Regions from separate parts of the Ovis aries genome. Here region 2 is linked to region 1. Evidence: chromatin contacts called from public Hi-C data. All regions are on one chromosome and are shown on one strand. The core of a region is the stretch at or near the end of the contact, and the rest is flanking DNA. Distances in the headings are between cores, read along the strand shown.

What was found. A called contact is a pair of places that touch in the nucleus more often than the background predicts.
Region 2: a contact with region 1 is called in a Hi-C map of liver, with 2.4 times the contacts expected there. The contact joins two enhancer-like sites. A contact is called at or near these places in 3 of 16 Hi-C or Micro-C datasets (hypothalamus, liver and tail adipose tissue).

The regions. Positions count from the first base shown.
Region 1 is chr15:51,112,789-51,116,438 of ARS-UI_Ramb_v3.0, forward strand. All of the region lies in intron 13 of FCHSD2 (FCH and double SH3 domains 2), which reads right to left. Among named protein-coding and RNA genes, the nearest start is that of ATG16L2, 38 kb to the left of the region's middle. Within about 2 kb of position 1,818, at least 3 of the 54 cell types and tissues checked have an H3K27ac peak or open chromatin away from gene starts, as enhancers often do. A contact at or near this core is called in liver, where this site is marked.
Region 2 is chr15:51,381,272-51,384,921 of ARS-UI_Ramb_v3.0, forward strand. No RefSeq gene overlaps it. Among named protein-coding and RNA genes, the nearest start is that of FCHSD2, 29 kb to the left of the region's middle. Within about 2 kb of position 1,865, at least 6 of the 54 cell types and tissues checked have an H3K27ac peak or open chromatin away from gene starts, as enhancers often do. A contact at or near this core is called in liver, where this site is marked.

The DNA.
Region 1 (3,650 bases), core at 568-3,067:
GGAAAAAAAAAAAAAAAAAAACCTGCACAGCAATGAAGACCCAGCACAGCCAAAAACAATAAATAAATAAAATTACTTAAAAAAAAAAGATACGGATAAATTAGAGCATGTGTGCTCCACTGGTAGGAATGTAAAATGGTGTAGCTGCTTTGGAAAAATGCTATGATGGTTCCTTAAAAAACTTTAACATAGAATTACTGTATAATCCAGCAATTTCACTTCTGTACTCCCAATGCTCTTCAATTTTAATTTCTATTCTATTCTTTCAATTATTTTTCCCAAAAGAGTTTGAAAGCAGGGATGTGAATACATATTTGTATACCAATGTTGACAGCAGCATTATTCACAATAGCCACAAGGTGGAAGCAACCCAAGCATCCACTGACATGGTTGGATGAACCAAACGGTGGTATTCGACAGCAGAATATTACTTAGCTTTAAAAAGGAATGCCATTCTGACACATACTATAGCATGGGTGAACCCTAAGGGCATTAATATTAAATGAAATAAGCCAGTCAAAAAGAAGATAAATACTGCATGATTCTACTGATAAAAAGAGTTCTGGAGACGGATGATGGCTACTGGACTTTGTATTTTAAAATGGTTTAAATGATGAAGTTTATGTTTCATATATTTTGCCACAGAAAAGGGCACAGTTTCTTTCGAAATGTAATTTCAAGGAAAATAAATGAAAATAAATCCAGTTTCAAGGTATATTACTGCCCATAGCTAAAAGGCATATATTAATTAAAATGGTATTAAGTGTAAAAATCTATTTATCTAGAGTATTGTCTATTGCATTAAAATGCAAATAACACTTAAATGAGTATAAACATCTGACAGAGGTAGGCAGAGTAAGAAGGACTAAGACTGGAGAACATAGGAGATGGGCTTGTTCTATACACCTCTGAACTATAAACAAAAAGTAAGTTTTACTTTTTAAACTAAAATCCAGCAAAGAAGAAACAAAATCAGCTCAAAGGTTTCTTGGTTTCTAGCTACATACAAACACTTATTTGGCTACTTTTCCCAATGTTCAAACATACAAAGGCATTAAGGTTTACACAGTAAGAATATAAGGAATGGGCAGTCAGAATTGGGCCTTATGGTAGGACAATTAATTAAAATAATCAAACACCTACTAAATGCTGAACACTAAGCTAGGCTCTGAGATATGAAATGAAGGACACAGTCTGCTTTGCGGGAGTTCACAACCTAGAGTGGGAAGTCAGCATACCCAAACGCTAAGTGCACAGACAGCCCTGTGAGTGAGGAGTGACTCGAGAAGGTCAGAGCAGATCTCTGTCCCTGGGATTCTCCAGGCAAGAATACTGGAGTGGGTGGCCATGCCCTTCTCGAGGGTATCTTCCGACCCAGGCATTGAACCCTCTTACTCTCCTGCATTGGCAGGCAGGTTCTTTACAACTAGCGCCACCTGGGAAGCCCTCAAACTAACAAACACATTTACATATACTTGGAAGATGCCTTTATACTCTAGAAAAGGTTACAGACAACTGTGGGCACAAAAAGCAAAACAAAACACCCATACATCCATAACAAAATTAAAGCCAATGTGGGTAGAGCGAGTTTCCAAAAATACAGCATAAGGAATGTTAATATGTACTGTGTTTTGGCACTGGGAATCAATTCAAAATGTTTCATCGTGGCAATGTTATCTGATACTAAGCATTCTTTCTTTCTTCTTTATTTTGAATTCATTTTTTGATTCTCACAGAAGGGAATGGAAGGTTGCAGTGACGGCAGCAGGGGTCACTGCTACATGCTTTTGCACTGCTCTTGCAGTTTTCCAAAGTATGTCATCTCAGGACAGCTTCTTCCTTTTTCCTCTTCCACCTTCTGTAACTTAACTGTTGCAATGTTTCCTTTTTTTTTTTTGTTTTTTAAACTGTTGCAATGTTTTCTTGACCTAGCATTTCTAAAAGCACATTCTTCCTGTTTCCTAACTGCTCACTTATCCCTTTTCCTTCCTGTCACCGGACAGAATTTTAATCAAAACTATTCTTTCCAGTGGTACTAATAATTTTCCTTTCTGGGATGTTGTAAAATGCTTACTGTTATTGCAACGGCAGATAAGAAGAACCTTTCTGAGTTGGTTTTAGTAGCTGACCTCATACTCAGCAAATTACCTCTGAAGGGCTTCATCAGCTTTATGGATCTGACAGACTTGGGTCTGAATGCTGACTATGTCATTTACTTGCTATATGACCTTGGGCAAATTATTTGATTTCTCAACTTCAATTACCTCATCTCTATAATGAAGACAATTACTTCTTAACAAAGTTATCATGAGGATTAAGTGAGGCAACACTTAAACCCTTAATATATGCTTGGTACAAAGGAGACACTTAATACATAATTGTTGTTTTTATGAGGAAAGGAGAAGATAGATTTAAAAAAAAATCTGGTGATCTCCAGCTTAGAGGAAGACAGCTCCCTGTAAGTGGCTAGGAGAACCTCTGAATTCCATCTAGACAGAAAAGTGATCACAGTGAACATCATTCCAAATACAACACAGGTATATTATAAAAGATGATGTTGAAAATATCAGCCAAATGGATTTCTGTTTCCAGGCAAGATGGAATATCAGGGACCAGGTTTAAACCTTCCAGACACAGCTAAAAAACTGTTCAAAATTTACAAAATAACAGTTTTCAAGACACTGGACATTATGTGATGAAGAACAGTGATCCTTTCGGGAAACAAACAATTTCCCCAACCTACTATCTGAAAAAATTTTCCAAGATGAGATACAGCAGGAGAGAACCCAGGAAGAGGTTGGTGACCTACTGGAATTGAAGACACGAAACTGGGACTTCAGGAAGGCCAAAGTGGCTAGGGTTTGCACAGTAATGAAGAAAAGAGAAATGCATAGAGAGAACTCTGGAAATCTACAGAGGGTCCTCCTTAAGTCTTCAGCTAAGTACTGATAAGCACATGTACATCAAGAACTACCCAAAGCCACTGAAAGAACCCCTCAAAGGATTAGAGGGAACCATCCTCAGCATTCACATAGGCCTGGGAATATTTCCTGTTCCCTCTTAACAGAGCAGGAAACCTCACAAGGCATAGAGCATCAAGTAGAGAAATAAAAAAATCAGTAAGGATGCGGAAGACTTGAACAACACTACAAACCAATTTAACTGACGTTTATAAAAGATAACACCTAACAATAGCAGATTATATTTTCTTTTCAAGTACACTTGGAACATTTATTGATATATATCATATAATGGGCCACAAAACAAGTCTTGATAAATTAAAAATGATTCAAGTACGTTATCTGACCACAGTGGAAATAAATTATGTCATTAACAGAAAAGTATCTGTAAAATTCCCAAATATTTGGAAACTCAATAATACTTCCAAACAACCCATGAAACAAAGAAGAAATTAAAAGGCCAATTAGAAAATATTTAAAATTGAATGGAAATAATAACACAATGTATCTGGGTTTGCGTGGTGGTGCTTAAGCAACATGTAGTGGGAAATGTTTAGTATGACATGCCTATACTGAAAAAGAAGTAAAGTCTCACATCAGTGAGCTCAGCTTCCATGTTAAAAATATTAGGAAACAGCAAATTAAGTCCAAATTAATCAGGAAAAGGAGATAATAAAAAAAATGAGAGCA
Region 2 (3,650 bases), core at 615-3,114, 270 kb after region 1:
TCAACTCTGTGCGAGAATGACCAGTGCCATTTAAAGTGGTGTGCAGTGATAAGGGGAGGTGCCAGGATTCGTTTATCTTAAAGACAACAGAAAGGAGACAAGTGCTCCCCACGTGCCCTAAGACTGAAAAGACTTGTTCTATGAGCCATGAGCTGTAGGACAAGATGTACTTGGAGAATCTGGCCCTGCTAGAACAGATAACCATGGGTACAAGCGACAGGGAAACCTTACTGAAAAAGGCACAGACTCCCCAGATGCTGGATTGCCTATGCTGGATATTTTCCATTCCCTAGCCTTCCCCACTCTGCTCTCTGCCCCAGGAGGCTGACCTGGGTGGACTTAGTTAACAGAAGTGCTTGCTTCTGGCTTCAGGCTGGGCTTGGCCAATGGAGATCCCAAGAAGGGAGGAGAGTGAGGGCAGGGTAATTTACTCCCTTGGCTCCCTTCTTGTGGCAGTGACTTGGGTTGGCTCTGTCCCTCACCTAAAGGTCACTGCTCCTCTCGAAGAGGCTGACTCTATGTGACTGTCTCATTCCAGGTTCTAGTAACTGCTCCTCACCCGCCTTGGCCAGTCAGGCCATTCTGTTACTACCAGCTCCAGGTTATCGCACTTCACGTTCCCCTATACTCAGACTTCCCTGGTGGGCCCATGGTTAAGACTCCTCACTTCCACTGCAGGGGGCATGGGTTCCATCCCTGGTCCCCAGTTGGGGAAGTTTCACGTGTTGCACAGTGCAGCCAAAAAGAAAAAAAAAATTTTTTCATGAAAGAAAGAAAAGAAATCTCCTCCATTTTCCACTGAGTGGGCCATCTGGGTCTTGCTGGGCCCCTAAATGATGCTATCTCTGAAATTCTTCCTGTTAACTGAGTGGGAGGAAGAAGAAGGGGAGGTGAGTTGGGCAGTCCTCAGAGAATAAGAAACAGCAGCAGAGTTCTGGCTAGAGGAGCCGGTGCCAACTGGGGAGGCAGAAGGGATGCTGATATACCCAGCCTCCTGAGTCTGCTTTCCTGGCAGGAGACATGGGCTGATGCAGGCAGGAGGCTAGCAACTAATAGACAGTTTTGCAGAGTCAGACTGAAGCTCAGGCTAAAGCCCTGGGCATCCCTTCTTCCACTGAGGAGAGTCTGGTACCCAGGAGGATTGGCACTTGCTGGCCCCTACTTGCTAATCAGATTGAAGGGCAAACTAATGAATGTAAAGGACTTAGGAATTTGAAACACTCCAGCACTTATTTTCACTGTGATCAGGAAAGCCATCTTGTGGTAGATGTACCTCTGAGCTAGTTCAGCTAAATACATCATTTTTCCCCTTTATAGTAGATGGAGAGCTCAGAGCTGAGGCAGGCAGGGGCCTACTTAGTGTTGGAGAAAGGCGGGGATCAAAGATGTGGGCATAGGGCTCATCTCTGAAGTAAGAGAGAAGATCCTGGCTGAAAATTCCACTGTGGCTTTCCAGGCCCTTTTAAATGCTAATTCTTCCCCATTTCAACCAATAGAGGTTCTAAATCTCCCAGATTTCTCTTCCCCATCAAAGCTAAGCAAGTGGATATGGAAGACAGAGGAGGGAGAATAGAGACATCCAAGAGCTTCCTTGAAGAGACTGGGGTGCCTGCACAGGGGGAGAGGGGCTTCTCGATACTCTCTCTGAGCTAGAACCCTGCAGGCTCATGCTGGTGCTGCTGCCTGAATAAAGTGTAGGGAGAAAGCTGGGCTGTGGGCAGGGAGGACCCCGGGCTGTGTTCCCATGAGACAGGGGTTGTTTGTGAACACAGATAGTGGATTAGAGCATTCTGGAGATAAGCTCATGGAAGGGCCTGTGTCAGCAAGCTTGTCAAAACCAGGATATGGTGGAGGAAAACAGGGCCACCCCTCCCAGTTCCTCATACTTCCCATGGCTCCTTATGAAAGAGTATGAGGGTCAGAGGAGGTACAGGAACCAGATGGCCAATCAGCAGGCACAAGGCCAAGCAGTAGGACCCCTGATCCGAGGGACGGGCTGGGGACTAACCAATGGTAGGGACAAAGGGAGGCCAGGTGGCCCCTATCTGTGGGGATCCTTGGTAAAGAGGGGGCCAATGTAGAGCTAAACAGCACCCAAAAAACCACACACATCCCCTCTGTGGAGGCCACCATATCACAGAGGCCATCAAGGCCAGAAGGAACCAGAGCAAGACCAGGGAACCCTCTCTACTGCAGGTTGAAGTTGGGCTGGCAGGAGATCTTGTCAAGCTTCCTCCCCACCTCCAGGAGTTAGTGACCAGCAAAGAGCAGAGTGTGTCATTGGTACATCATGGTCCATTCCCATGCTAAGCCCCTCTAGTCACAATTCTAGGCTGGATAGCGTAAAAGAATCGCTATGAATTGGATAGGAGACTGAAATTTTAAACTTCGCTGGTCTGAGTTTAAATAACTGAATGAGACTAGAAAGTTATAAAAACTCTATCTATGATGTTAAAAAAAAAAAAAAGAGGAAAGAGTAAAGGGAGTAATTAGGAAGGAAAAAAGACCCAGAATTGCTTCATGCTGTCTGCCTCAGCAGGTTGAATGGAACTCCTTGACAATCACTTTCAATAACAAAATGGCCACTGGCCTCTCACCTCCAAAGGATGCATCCCAACCCCCCCCCCCCACCCCACCCCGAGCGAAACAGAGCTTGTGAAACAGGGTGCCTGCAAAAGTCCCAAGTTTCACTCTGGCTGGTCACCTCGGGGGACAAGCCTCTCCTGAACCAATCACTGTGGCCAAGAGATGGAATGTACTGACTGGTCCAGCTTAGGTCTTATTTCCACCCCTTGAGCTGGCTTCCCTGGGACCACAGGGTTCCCTAAAGGGATGTATGAACTGCAGAAAAGAAGAAAGGGAGGATGAACTGGGCAGGAGTTTTGTGTTGGTGATTCTCCCCATTCATTCCTCTGAGAGCAAAATGTTTCTGCCCCAGGAAGAGAGTCGAAGTAGAACTAAAATTTCGGCTGTTTTGTAATTCCCATTATAAAGGCCATTGGCATTCTTAAAGACGATGTGGCATGGTGGGTTGCAGCAGCAGGGCAGAATTAAATATCCCTGAAGTAAGAAAAAGGAGGGAAAGGGAGAATGAGATGGGCATGAGCTCTTTGGGGCATCCAGGGGCCTGAAGGCTGGGAGGGGCGTCACAGTGAAGGAGTGGACTGCTCCTGGGAGAAAAGTCACGGCTCACGGGGATTTTCTAAAGTCAAATTGTGAAAGTGAAAGTGAAGCAAGCCACGATAAAAGCACTCTAGTTTTCCATGTGAAATCATCAGTTAAAAAGTCAGTCTCTAGGGAGCTCAGCTCGTTACTCTGATAGCCTAGAGGGGGTGGGGTGGGAATGGGGAGAGGCTAAAGAGAGAGAGGGGATTTATGTATGTGTATAGCTGAGTCACATTGTTGTGACTAACACAGTAGAAACTAACACAACATTTTAAAGCAATTACACTCCAGTTTAAAAAAAAAAAAAATCAGTCTCTTTAACTACAGACCAGAGTGGGAGGCTCAGCGACCAAATGCAATGTGGTATCCTGGATTGGATCCTGGAAGAAAAGAGGACATTGCTGGAAAAACTGGTGAGAGTCAATTAAAGTCTGGAGTGTAGTTAATAGTCACTAGCAGTGTTAATTTCTTAGACGTTAAAATGT